2 separate regions of the Zea mays genome follow, and region 2 is linked to region 1. A link is a contact called in public Hi-C data. All regions are on one chromosome and are shown on one strand. Each heading gives the region's core, a stretch centred on a gene start, on an enhancer-like site or on the middle of the called end of the contact. The rest is flanking DNA. Distances are from core to core; before and after follow the strand shown. Region 1 holds the start of LOC100283477 (ATP/GTP binding protein). Region 2 holds the start of LOC100501339.

Evidence for each region. A called contact is a pair of places that touch in the nucleus more often than the background predicts.
Region 2: a Hi-C map of tassel shows a contact between it and region 1, with 3 times the contacts expected there. The contact joins the promoter of LOC100501339 here to the promoter of LOC100283477 in region 1. A contact is called at or near these places in 5 of 25 Hi-C or Micro-C datasets (bundle sheath, ear, leaf and 1 more) and 1 of 3 datasets of contacts at active chromatin or transcription factors (seedling).

The regions. Positions count from the first base shown.
Region 1 is chr2:36,526,586-36,532,753 of Zm-B73-REFERENCE-NAM-5.0, forward strand. LOC100283477 (ATP/GTP binding protein) reads right to left here and starts at 3,786. Exons shown (of 14, transcript NM_001156377.2): 1 at 3,318-3,786; 2 at 2,659-2,697; 3 at 2,487-2,540; 4 at 2,332-2,395; 5 at 1,976-2,034; 6 at 1,159-1,283; 7 at 998-1,057; 8 at 792-850; 9 at 117-190. The coding sequence starts at 3,503.
Region 2 is chr2:36,710,428-36,716,995 of Zm-B73-REFERENCE-NAM-5.0, forward strand. LOC100501339 reads left to right here and starts at 3,092. Exons shown (of 7, transcript NM_001397835.1): 1 at 3,092-4,725; 2 at 4,813-4,941; 3 at 5,062-5,197; 4 at 5,288-5,376; 5 at 5,467-5,578; 6 at 5,665-5,771; 7 at 5,871-6,506. The coding sequence starts at 3,314. The coding sequence ends at 5,967.

The DNA.
Region 1 (6,168 bases), core at 2,536-5,035:
AGGCAGTGAGCAGATAATCTCACAAAATAGAGGAAAACTTCAAACAGCCCCAACCTTACATTTCAGTTTGCACCGATTAGGTAATACTCCTCACTGAAATAAATAAGGAATCTTACCGGGGGTTCTAGAGGATATAAGAAACTGATAACAGTGTCATTCTCGTCTTCAAGAGGTTGCAGCGGCATATAGTCTGCAGAGATGATAGACACAGTTTATACACATGATGAGATTACTCAGGAAAATATACATAAAATCAGATACATATTATTTAAAATAAATGACTTATAATATATAAGTAGAATAGTTCGAGGATGTGTAAACATGCGAGAACACAGGTAGGGCTTATAAGGGTTCAGCGGGTTATTTCAAATGATTGACTGTGCTGCTTTAGAAGGTGATGACCTCAGCCACCTAGACAGTTCCTAAGCACCACCGTCCCACCTACCTTACGATTTCTGGTTAGGTTTAGGTGGTCATTGCGCGCAATGTGCCATCTCAACGCTTCTGTGGCGACTTTTATAACAAAAACATGATTGGATACTTTACAACATGACTACAAAACGAGCACAACACTCATATTACAAAAGAAAATTTCAACCCATAAACAACACAACAATCAGCCAACTAAGTAGCTTCTAAAGACTAAAGAGTTTAGAAGTTTGTTTCTTCATGACTACATTATTCAACTACCGTTCCAATGAATTAGCTGACATATAGTTGCATTGCAAACATTTAACTAAGATGTAGTTGCAGCATCATAGAATATTATGCACAAACTAGATTAAGCTTACAAGGCATGCAGTAGTCAAACTTCTTGACTCTCTCAATTTTGAGATGCTTCAGTGCAGACCTACAAAAGGTGTAAACCAGAGATTTTGTAACTTGAACCAGTGGTAACAACAGCAGTGCTTAAAAAGGAAATATAACACAACAATGGATGAGCACAAATACAAAACTAAAGCATGAAATTCCAGAAGCATGAATTCATATTACCAACCTCCGCTGCGTGCATCCGAGAGTGAATATTTTTGTTTTCAAACTGTCAATCCTGCTAAGCCTAAAGACAAAGCAAAGCCGAGGTAGAAAATTGAGTTGCAATGACTTAAGAGAAAAATCAATAAGTAGCAAATAATGTTCAACACGATAATACAGAAGTACCGGTCCTCAAGGGGAACATAAGGCACCCATGCCATCTTCATCGCCTTCATTGGCACTATTTCCTCATTTTCCCTTTGGACAGAGTTTATGCCAATTTTGTCTGATGGAGGGAAAGGGCAGTCTACCTGCAAATAAAAGAGTTCAAGTGTCAAATGAGACCCACACCACCCAGAGACTATATTTGACCCATTGAGCCATCATAAATACATATGTAAAAAGCAATACTTGTCACAGCAATTTAGAGTCAAAACACTAATGAGAAGGAAAATATCACCAGCCAAAAACTTTTATGTGGACATCACCAATATTATTAAAGAACAAAAATGATTTATAAGGTATTAAATCTACTACCAAAATATAGTCCCATTGGTAATATCAGTGAACAAATTAGATTAAGTCCCTAGACTTTTTTTACTTTCAAATGTTCGACAGTACTAAATAAAAATTGGAAACACACACCCACCAAAGATGGTATGAATTGTTTGCTAATGCAAAAGTACAAACAGGATTTCTAATTTGTTTACCTAGCATAGATATGACCTAGATGAGTAGATTTTCATGTCCAGCAGTTATGTGGTTTGCTTCTATGGCTAGTGGCTAGCTGGTATCCCCAACAAGTACGGCGAACCTTATTTACTTTCAATAAAAACAGAATTATCCCATGAAAAAGAGCTAGATGTTCATCATAAGATGGTGTGGAACTACAGGGGGCGTTTTCAATAGGTGTGTTTCTAATAACATGTTTTGGGACTCAAAATCATGGAATAAATATACACACAGGATAGGTGTCCAGCCAAGAGGGTAGACAAGAACTTACAGCAACTACGATTGGAATAAGCACTATCTTTGATTCGCCATTAACATCCAATAGTTGGGCTGCATGACAGCAGGAGCCAATTAGTCTTGTATGGAACAATAGTCAGCAGGCTCATAAAACTAGTAAGCAAATGAAACAGATGACCTATACTAAAATCTACTTTATAAATCCAGCACATAAGTAGTGTTGCGCAGATAGAATTGTCGAAATTACTAAACTAATAGCTCTTCAAGTTTAAGATTAAAATTAGCCCAGATAGCACTGGTGTAAAATATTACAAAGACTAACAAACATACATCAAGGACTAATGGCAGCAAATTAACTCCAGAAACTAGCTGAAAACGAAGTGCACTTACGCTCAGTGCTTCCAAACAGATAAACTGTTTTACCATGAAGCTCGCCCCCTTCTTCTAAGGCTTTCTGTTCACCAATAACAACCACATTCATTATGAAGGTGGAACTAAGTACTCAAAAGCAAAATGGATTAAAAGATTAACTTCGATCGCCATACCTCTAAATTTTCAAAGCTCCAGTTGAACTCCTTTATCTTATCAATGTTTTCCCACTGCAGATGATATTGCGAGGTATATAAGTTGTTAGGACAAAACTGTGAGCTATGTCCAAATGTGGATCTCTAACATACACACTACTACAAATGAAAGAAGGGAGGGATGGGAACAAACCTCAGTACCGACAGGAAAAGCAGATAACCATAGATCCTCCTGAACATAGCAACAAATCATTAGTCAAAAACTCAAAATGCACGTAAAGTAAGCAACATCATCATGCAGGGCAGTCAAACACAATCTAAATTGCTATTGTAACTTCCCAAAAAACAAACCTGTTCTGTTCAAGCCAACATGTAAGGAAATGCTTATAGACCATCATGTTATAATTTTTACCTTAAAACCCTTTTGGGGTGGTAATCGAAAATGGTTCTCAAACCTCATATATATCAGCCACAACCAACGGACAGAAGAAAATGTTCGTATGAAACTGCACACTTGCATCGCAAAGCACACATATTTGAAAAAATTCGTGAATAACTAATTCCTAACAGCACAGTAGTGTGTTCCGATTTCCTACTCAGATGAGGAGAATCCAATAGTAAAACCCAAGTACAATAATACATCACCATGGAATGCCACATTTGAGCATTACCAGCTGCAGAATGGAGCCATCATCCCAAGTTTTTTCGACAAATCAAAGCACTGCAAATCTTGACGCTAGAGCTAGAATCGAGAGTGAAGCCGTCCGCGAGCTAATCAGATGAGGACCAAACAACTACTCGGGGATACCAACAACCTAACCCGAGCCAGGCCATCCTACAAAACCAACTCACCAGATTTCTTTTCTCGGCGAAGTAATCCGTCTCGGGCTTGGGCTTGGGCGGCGCCTTGACGCGCTTCCACCGCCCCCGATTTGCCGGCTCCGCCGCCGCTGTCTCCGTCGCCGCCGCCTCCGGCTGGACAGAATCAGTGGCGGCCGCCCGGGGCGCCGTGCGCTTCTTGCCCCTAGGGCGCGCCATTACTCACCGGTTGCTAGGGTTAGGGTTGCGGCTAGCGTTTGGATTGAGCGTTGTGAGATCCGGGCGTGAAATCAACGCTACGCAAATTTGAAGCGGAGAAGGCAGGAGAGGGAAGGCGGCGCAGGCGCGGACCGGGGGGTTCGTGGCTTTACCCTTCTGATGTGCGTTCTGCGGGCTGAAATAGCCGTTGAACGGAACACGCGGCACAGTTTTGGGCCGTCCGATGACAGTTGGTGTGGTTTGTCGAGATGGTGCGGGAATGGGACGAGCCACGAGGGAGTCAGGAGAGAGACAGCAGCGTGGAGAAAATGCTTTTGGGCACTGCTGGAGATCCGCGTCGTTTGGCAGCGAAATTCAAATTAAGTGCGGCTGACAGGTGGGCTCCACCAGTTATGTCGATTCACTGGTTCAGACATTATTTCAGGTACTGTCAGGCCGGTACAATAAGGCTATCCAAAAGAAAGCTAAAATGTCGTCCCAAAAAATATTTTTTAGTGATAGTATAAAAGTTTTTAGGGATAAATTATAGTGTATACTCCAATTAAACAAATGCTGAAAAGAAAATTACACCAAATTAAAAAGAAATCACCTCCTTCTAATCCTCTTTGCGTCGGCCTATAGGTTTCTGGTAAATGGGCCTTCCTCCTACGAATTATTCTACATGGCGCAACCGTCGACGCCATATCCACAAGAAAGTGCCACACGTGAGAAGCTCCAGAAGCTTGCTTCTCCCTGCACACCACCTGATTCGTACGAATCATACCACCGTGACCATGTGACAAACCGTGCAAGTACTAATTGTTGCCATTAGCTGACTTAAGGTGGAGGGAAAGGATTAGGATATGTGTGCACGGATGGTTTGGGGGATTTTTGTTTCACTCAAATTTGCGGGAGGAAGGCTGCTGATACAGGGGAGACGAAAAAATTGGGGAAGTATTGGCAGTCTGTTGGAGAGAAGATTTTGTCTTTTTTCTTTAAAAAATCGTTTTGGGGCTTTTTAGCTCTCTTGGAGTTGCTCTAATCATGCTTACAGCCTCTACCACACCTACTTCCACAACTCTCGTTCCCTCTACCGCTCCACCGGTTCCTACCTCATTTCCGAGAGAGCGACGAGATAGAGGTGCGATTACTTGCTGAGGATCCTCGACTGTTTGACCTTTAGAGAGCCACTGCTGTCAGAGTTTGCCGGTTTAGACACGTGCCAGTGGAGTCCAGGTTTCCAACTCAGAGAGATCATGTCGTAGCTCCTCTCTTCAGTATCCAAACTCAGGAGTCCTTCTACCGCACCCAGCTGACAGCTCAGATCGCCTTGAGGGCTCACCGTCGATTAACCTGACAGCTTTCCATTCAGTAGCTGGTACAGAGGTTGAGGGCCACATCACATACCTACCAGTTCTGTACTCATTGCTGACTTTTGGTCGATACAAAGAGGAGTAGGCCAGAGTATTTTATGCTATTGTTTAGATTGACTCCGGCCATCAGTGGATGAAGTTTCGCTTCGAGCATGAGTACGTCACTATCCATACTACTCAAATCTTAGAGCTCTTTGGATTCCCTAAGTCGTCGACGAGGCTCCACAGTCTTTGTTATGGTAACTCAGACCCTCCTCATCGCCCTCACGGTGGAGTTGCTCCTAATACCGCTCACGTCGCAACACTCTTCAGGCCACCCTTCATAGATAACTCACGGTGCTCTCCTGTAGACTTCACCTTAGCGGTGAAGTTCCTCTATGAGTTGATGAGACGCACCCTGTTACCATGGATGGGATACAGAGAGGCTACCACTCACATTCAGCTTTGGCTCCTAGGTGCTCTGGTATCTCACTCTATGTTCGACGTTGTAGACTTCCTGATCTACGAGATAGAAGACACATTGTTGGATAGCCTCCGTGCTCGGCGTCAGCTGCCCTATGCGCACTACCTCTGCCACATCTTCGCGCAGCTGATCCGGCCACCTCAGTTCCAGGCCGAACTTGACTCCACCAGACTGAAGTTTGGTTTCTACCGCCCGGCACCCGAGGATACGATTCCCGTGAATGCTCCTTTGGATCCTTTGGCCCCTGAGCATCGAAATGAGGACAAGGTGATCCGCCAGCTTGAGGACCAGGCCACGGTTGTTGATACTTCTTTGGACTCTGATGACGAGGACCTAGGAATTCCACCACCTCCTTTGCCACCTCGCACCCATGATCACGAGGCCGGTGGTTCCAGTGCTGCTCCTCCCTCTACACCTCCTGCCATATATCCAGCCCTAACAGCTATAATACAGTCCTTGACCCAGCAGCAAGCTCACTTGGCAGTTGAGCAGACACGTCAGGAAGCCATTCAGCAGCAGATGTCCGAGCGGATGCTCTCAATGTTTCAGACGATTCAAGACCGCCAGGACACTCTTTAGCAGTAGCTCTTGTTAGAAAGGGCGGAGCACTAGGCCTTCATGACTCACATCCTTCAGCACAACGGTGTTCTCGTGCCTCTAGTGTAGCCTGCTCCGCCTCCAGCTCTCCAGACTTCAATGGTACCAGCGATTCAGTTCGGACCACATCTCCAAACTTTTGGTTCGACGTTCTCTCCAATCCGACATGTCACTCTGGACTTCTCGACTCAGGTCGTCGGAGCTATAAGTGCTCAACCACCAGGGCCACCGGTATCAGCTATTGTTACCCTTG
Region 2 (6,568 bases), core at 1,842-4,341, 180 kb after region 1:
CCTTTCTACTGGCTACAACTTTGCTATAGGAGTTAGGATGGTTTAGTGGCTAGATTTTGAATAATAAATCTCCAAACTTTGGTTTGTCAGCACTGCACCAAACAATGGAAACCGACCGTCTAACCGTGTTAAAACATGTCAAACGAATTCAAAAGTTTACCAACTTTTTACAGGGCGTGACCTAAGTAATTCCCTACAATTTTTGTAATTGGGACAATGTGATTTGAATATTATTTTTTTGAACGTGTTGAAGTTTGAAAAGAGGTATAAGATTAGACTTAGAAAAATCAGGGTTGTCCCCATTTCCTTTTTGGTTTATGAAGAAACTTCATTCATTAAGCACGCAGTCACTAAATCACATCATCACATATAGTTTAAAAAACTATCATTACATGAACTCAAGAGTTGGTAGACTAACCATTATCAATCCAAATTAATTAAGTGAGGTTACTCACACTCACTCTAAGATAGTCTAAGTCTAAGAGAACTAGTTCTTTCTACTTGTACAAGCAAGGGTTCATTTCACAACTATCTGTGGCAATTTAAGGTTTCAATGGAAGTGATAATATGATTGATGATGCTCATGATAATGCCATTATGATGCACATGCCATGGATGAGTATGCTAAACACCAGGGGTGTTACACGTGAGCCGTTGTAATTGTACCGAGTGGGGCGAGAGTCTTGCGAGACCGTGACAACCGAGTTTGTGTCACGGCTGCCACCGTGTACCGGAGGGAACGAGGCTCACAACGTTTTAGCCAGAAGCTCGATAGTGGAGACGACGGGGAGCGTCCGAGAGGAGCCGGAAGCGGAGCACCACTTGCACGTGGAGAAGGTCCACGACTCTCTACGAAGTTACTCGACCGAGGTGCTTGGCCCTCGCGTGGGCTACCCTTTGCGTAGGGGCACTGACGAGGATTAGTCGGAACTTTGCGTGGTCTCGAATACCCCAGTAAAAATATCAACGTCATCCACGAGAGTTTGCTTCTCTACAATGCTCTTTACCTTCTACATTTACATTAAGTATTTAAGTTTCAATCTTGTCTTTTTAGTAGATTGTTTAGATTGAAATTTAGCCTTTACGATAGAGATAACAACACTTAGACAAAACCTAGTTTACACAATCTAGATTGTTTATTTGCATAGGTTTTGCTCCTATTTAATTGTGGCCTAGTTTAGAAAGAGTTTTTAGAAGTCATAATTCACCCCCTCTTAGGCATCATCGTTTCCTACACAGTCACCTACTATGTTATGCATCCCGTAGCATGCTGATTGTGTAGCACCGTTCAATAGAAAAGACGCTACCACTGAGATTGTATGTGCCCAAAAATAGTGTTGGAGTTTTCAAGACACAACGAGGACCATGTAGAACACTTTCTAAATCTATGGGGTACCTAGTCTTGGCATCACAGGGAACTCCATTAACAAAGTTGACTAGTCACTAGATTCAACGAGTAGCATGGTGAGAGGGCCTGGCTCAAGGGGACCGATGCCTAGAGGGGCAACTGTCTTGGACTTTGGGGGCACCCATAGACTATATCTCCACCTCCATGGGCTCACTCAGCTCACTCTTAAGAGCTATAGCCTCTCCTACTTTTGGGTCCGAGTTGGTGCGGGATTTGGTAGAAGCCAAGTTCTACTGCCATTCACTAGGGACTCGGACACTATAAGAGGTCTTGAGCATTCATGAGAAATTATAGCAGTTATGAGGGGCTTACAACATTCACTAAGGGTGATCTTAAATGTCTAGAGACATGGATGTTCATGGGAGGGCTCGACACCGATTAGGGCTCTCAAAATTCATTGATGGCTCTAATCTGCATTAGGGCCCTAAGTGTTCACAAAAGAGCCTAATAGTGTCTGAGAGATCTTGGCATTCACTAGCTCTAGGGTTCATCTGGGCCCCTGTGCATTCATGAGAGGGCACGATAACATCAAAGGGCTATCAACACCCATCAATGACTCTTTGAGACTTCTAAGATACCAAGTGTTCGTGGGAGGGCATGCTAACGACCAGGGCTCTCGGCATTGACTGTGTACTATGGCTAGAGACACCTTTATGCTTTAAGTGTTTATTGACACTTTGTCAATGCGCTAGAGGCTCCTAGCACTTAACAACAAGGCCCATGCTCTAACTACATTAGAAGTAGTGTCACAGATAATGGGCTCGTCTTGCCCCGAGGACACCTGTCAGCGTCCCTAAGTATGTGTACCCTAGACACTACAACCAAACTAGATCTATGCGAAGAGGGCAGGCTATGGGCCCCACCTTTGAGGTGGGTCACAAAAAGTTTAAGGGCTACTTTAGAAACTCAAATCTACTCCAGGATTGGAGTGGAATGAAGGGAAAATTACTTTATTTCTTTCTCATTCCCCTCCAACCCCGGAGGGAATTTGAATTTCCAAACTAGTCCTAAATTAAGTTAGATTTTCGATGACCACCCAAAGGTAAGGCGAGTCTTCATTATTTTGCTCTTTGCACTGCGGAGCACTAAAGGTCTGTTTGAATCCACGATGCTAAAGTTTAGGGATGCTCTTCGCACTTGGAGACTCAAATAGGGGTGCTAAAATTGCACTACAATCAAACATGAGTGCTAAAATAGGAGTGTTAAAAGGTACGAAAAGTTAAGTGCTAAACTTTAGCATCCAATAACAATTTAGTTTCTCAAGGCGTGCTAAACTTTAGCACAATGATAAAGTTTAGCATATGAAATCCAGACAGACCTAAGCACTAGGGATGCACTCGAGTTCTTGTTTTATTCGGATCTTTTGTTTGATCTTTATCCATTTGCTTATGCTTCTTGCATGTCTGGGTACAAATGCGAAAACTCCCGTTGTTGATCGTCGGGCATTTGTCTGAGCAATTAACGGCAGTCTTCCATTAAAAAAAACACATATGTTCAAGTGGATTGAGAGATAAATTATTTGAGTTTCTAAACTACTAGTCGCTAAATGACATTACTGGACTACTGGACCCACGCCCGCGGGTTCTCAGAAGGCCCGATAAGGTAAATCCTAGAGCCGACCCGTAAACGCTGAGCGGCCGCTCTAGCAGGTAGCAGCAGTCGCTTCCGTCCCCCTTCCTCTTGTATTCGCTTCGCCGCCCAACCCAGCCTCCACCGCTGCCTTCCCGACCGTTCTCGCCGCCGCTGTCTCCTCGCCCACCACCCCGCACGGCCGGCGACCAGCGCCCACGCGGCCGCTCGATCCAAGGCCAGAACGAGCCCACCACGATCCGCATCACGCCGATATTTTTCAGGTTGTTGGTACGGATCTAGGGTTTTCCTGCTGCGGATTCGTTCGATTCGCTCATGGCCGCTGGGCGCCATGGGGGTTACAGGGACTACGAGGAGAGGGAGCGGGAGCTCGACGCGGAGGCCTCCAGGAGGAGCAAGGAGCAGCACCACCATCTCGGCGGCCGCCACCGCGACGTGGACCGCCGCCGCGATGGCGGGCGCAGCAGGGGTGGTAGAGACTTTGCCAACGGCCACGGTCGCCGACGTTCGCCCCCGCCCAGGAGCCGCCTCGCGGGAAGGCTTGGTGACCGTGAGCCTGGCGAGGTGCTGAGCGGTAGCGCATCTGATGACTCCGGTGGGAGGTCGGATAGAGGGAGGGAAAATGGCGTGCGCAGTTCTAGCAGGGAGGGCGACATGGTGGCAGGCACTGGGATCTCGTCACCGATCAAGAAGAGGAAATTCTCACCGATAATTTGGGACAGGGATAGCCCAAAGCCACCGCATTCTGGTGCAGCCAGGGACAAGAAATCGGTAGAATCTGTTCCTTCTGAGCTCCCTCCGCCGCCGCCGCTGCCACAAGACCACATCCCACTGAGCTTGTCTGTGGAGAAGTCACCTATGGATGTAGAAACTACTGTTGGTACAGAGAGTGCTGAGCAGTTGCCGGAACATGAGGTCAATAAGGTGATAGAGCAGGAAGAGGACTATCCAAGTCCAACAATGAGGAACATATCGACTTCAAGATGGGCGGGTGCAAATGATGATGAGGAAGGTGGGGCAGCTCCAATGAAGAAGAGAAGTGTTTCACCTGCAGACTCCTCTGTACCAGGTCAGTGGAAACGAGCAAGCCCAGAACCTGGTGAAGTCTCTGGAGGAAGGGCAATGTCTAGGTCATCTGATTCAGGGAAAATAGGTAATGATGAGAAAGAAGATTCCGAGGTCGATAAAGATGACTATATGGATGTTGACAGGGAGCATGCTAGTGACAGTGGTACAGAAAACTGTATGTCGGATACTGACTCAGACAATGAAATGTGCAGGCCTGAAACCCCTGAACCAGAGAGGCCACCACACAGGTGTATCAATATGCTTCAAGGTTGCAGAAGTGTTGATGAGTTTGAGAGGCTCAACAAAATTAATGAGGGAACATATGGTGTTGTATACAGAGCAAGGGATAAGAAGACAAGTGAGATTGTTGCATTGAAGAAGGTAAAGATGGAGAGGGAGCGAGAAGGTTTCCCATTAACCTCTCTTAGGGAAATAAATATCCTCTTGTCTTTCCACCATCCTTCAATCGTGGATGTTAAGGAAGTAGTAGTTGGAAGTAGTTTAGATAGCATTTTTATGGTTATGGAGTACATGGAACATGATCTTAAAGGTGTCATGGAGACCATGAAACAACCATATACACAAAGCGAGGTCAAATGTTTGATGCTTCAGCTGCTAGAGGGTGTAAAATATCTACATGACAATTGGGTACTCCATAGGTAATTATCTTTTTTTACCTTTTTCTGTTCACATATAATCTTGAATCTGTTTTTTATGTTGTTGATAGATGGCCATCTTTTCTACAGGGATCTGAAGACCTCAAATCTTTTGCTGAATAACCGTGGTGAGTTAAAAATATGTGATTTTGGACTGTCTCGTCAATATGGGAGCCCATTAAAACCTTATACTCAACTGGTTGTGACTTTGTGGTACAGGTAGGTCATCGGACAACATCAGATTCCTCAGCAGTGTTTTGGTTTTCTTCTAAAGTTATTCAGTTGAGAGTTCTGTTTGGTCAACCAAGGACTCACCTTTCTTGCTCCTTGTGGCTACAGGGCCCCAGAACTGTTGTTAGGAACAAAGGAGTATTCTACTGCTATTGATATGTGGTCCGTGGGCTGTATAATGGCTGAGCTCCTTGCCAAAGAACCATTATTTAATGGAAAAACAGAGTTTGAACAGCTAGATAAGGTATGCAAATTGCTCTGAACTCTTATTTCTGCAGGTCTTGATATAAACTTTTGTTGATGATATCTCATGTTGAAGCTACTTCTTTGGCAGATTTTTAGAACACTTGGCACACCTAGCGAGAAGATTTGGCCTGGCTATGCTAAATTACCAGGCGTGAAAGTAAATTTTGTCAAACAACCGTAAGTGTCTCTACCATAGTACTATTTATACTTTTCTTGTTTTACTGAGTGTCAATTTTGTCTGACAGTTTTTTTTGTTTTTATTGTCAGGTATAATAGGCTAAGGGATAAGTTCCCAGCTGCATCTTTTTCTGGGCGACCAATCCTGTCTGAAGCTGGTTTTGATCTATTGAATAGACTGCTAACTTATGATCCTGATAAGGTGCAACTTTTACTCTCAAATCGGCATTTGATATTCTTATTATCATCATTCGTACCAGTCTGAGCACACTTGTTTCTCTTGTACAGCGCATATCAGCAGACGATGCTCTGAAACACAAATGGTTCTCTGAAGTTCCTCTGCCTAAATCAAAAGACTTCATGCCAACATTTCCTGCTCTTAATGAACTTGACAGGTATTTTTTTAACCATCTCCTTTCACTCTGGTCCAATGCTACGTTGTTCTATTTCATAAATGCAAAATTGATTTCCATATATAATTTGAAATTACACAGGCGTACCAAACGTTATCTGAAGAGTCCTGATCCTCTGGAAGAGCAACGTCTGAAAGAACTGCAAGGGAACATAGGCAACCGTGGGCTTTTTGGCTGAACTAAGAGTACTTGATTGGATTCCTGTCCGTACTAACTGTTATGCTTCACCCTGAATCCACGAGGTCAGATGTCTTCTGAGGTGAGGTGCCATGGACATGAAGTATCACATCTTCTCGGTGTCTAGCAGCGACTGATAGTGTTCTTTAGCAGGCTTGGTGCCGGTTTGAGTGGATAAGGTTTCTCCTTGTGGCCCATCATAGAAATTTTGTTGCAGGATTAACACTCCATCCAGATTGATCATAAAAGCAAATATAAACCGTCTTCATCGTAAGGTGTGACATGTTGGCTTTGAATGGGTACACCAGTTTCACCTTTGGAACTTCTGTATGTAAAATATTCCAGATTGGTACGTTGTAAACAATCCCCAGTGTGTCGGATTTAAATTTAAATAAAACATCATCATTATTAGTTTTCTTCATGCTCCTTGTGCCTTTTCTTTTGATCTTTGCATTTTGTTTGCAAGAGACGAAAGAAGCGCAGGGGAAGGAAGCCTTTTGCTTTTATCAGGAAATCAATGACATTAATACAACTTAGAAGGTAATATATCAAAAGCCAATTGCTGCAAGTGACGTGTTGCTAACTAGAAACTAATGAACGAG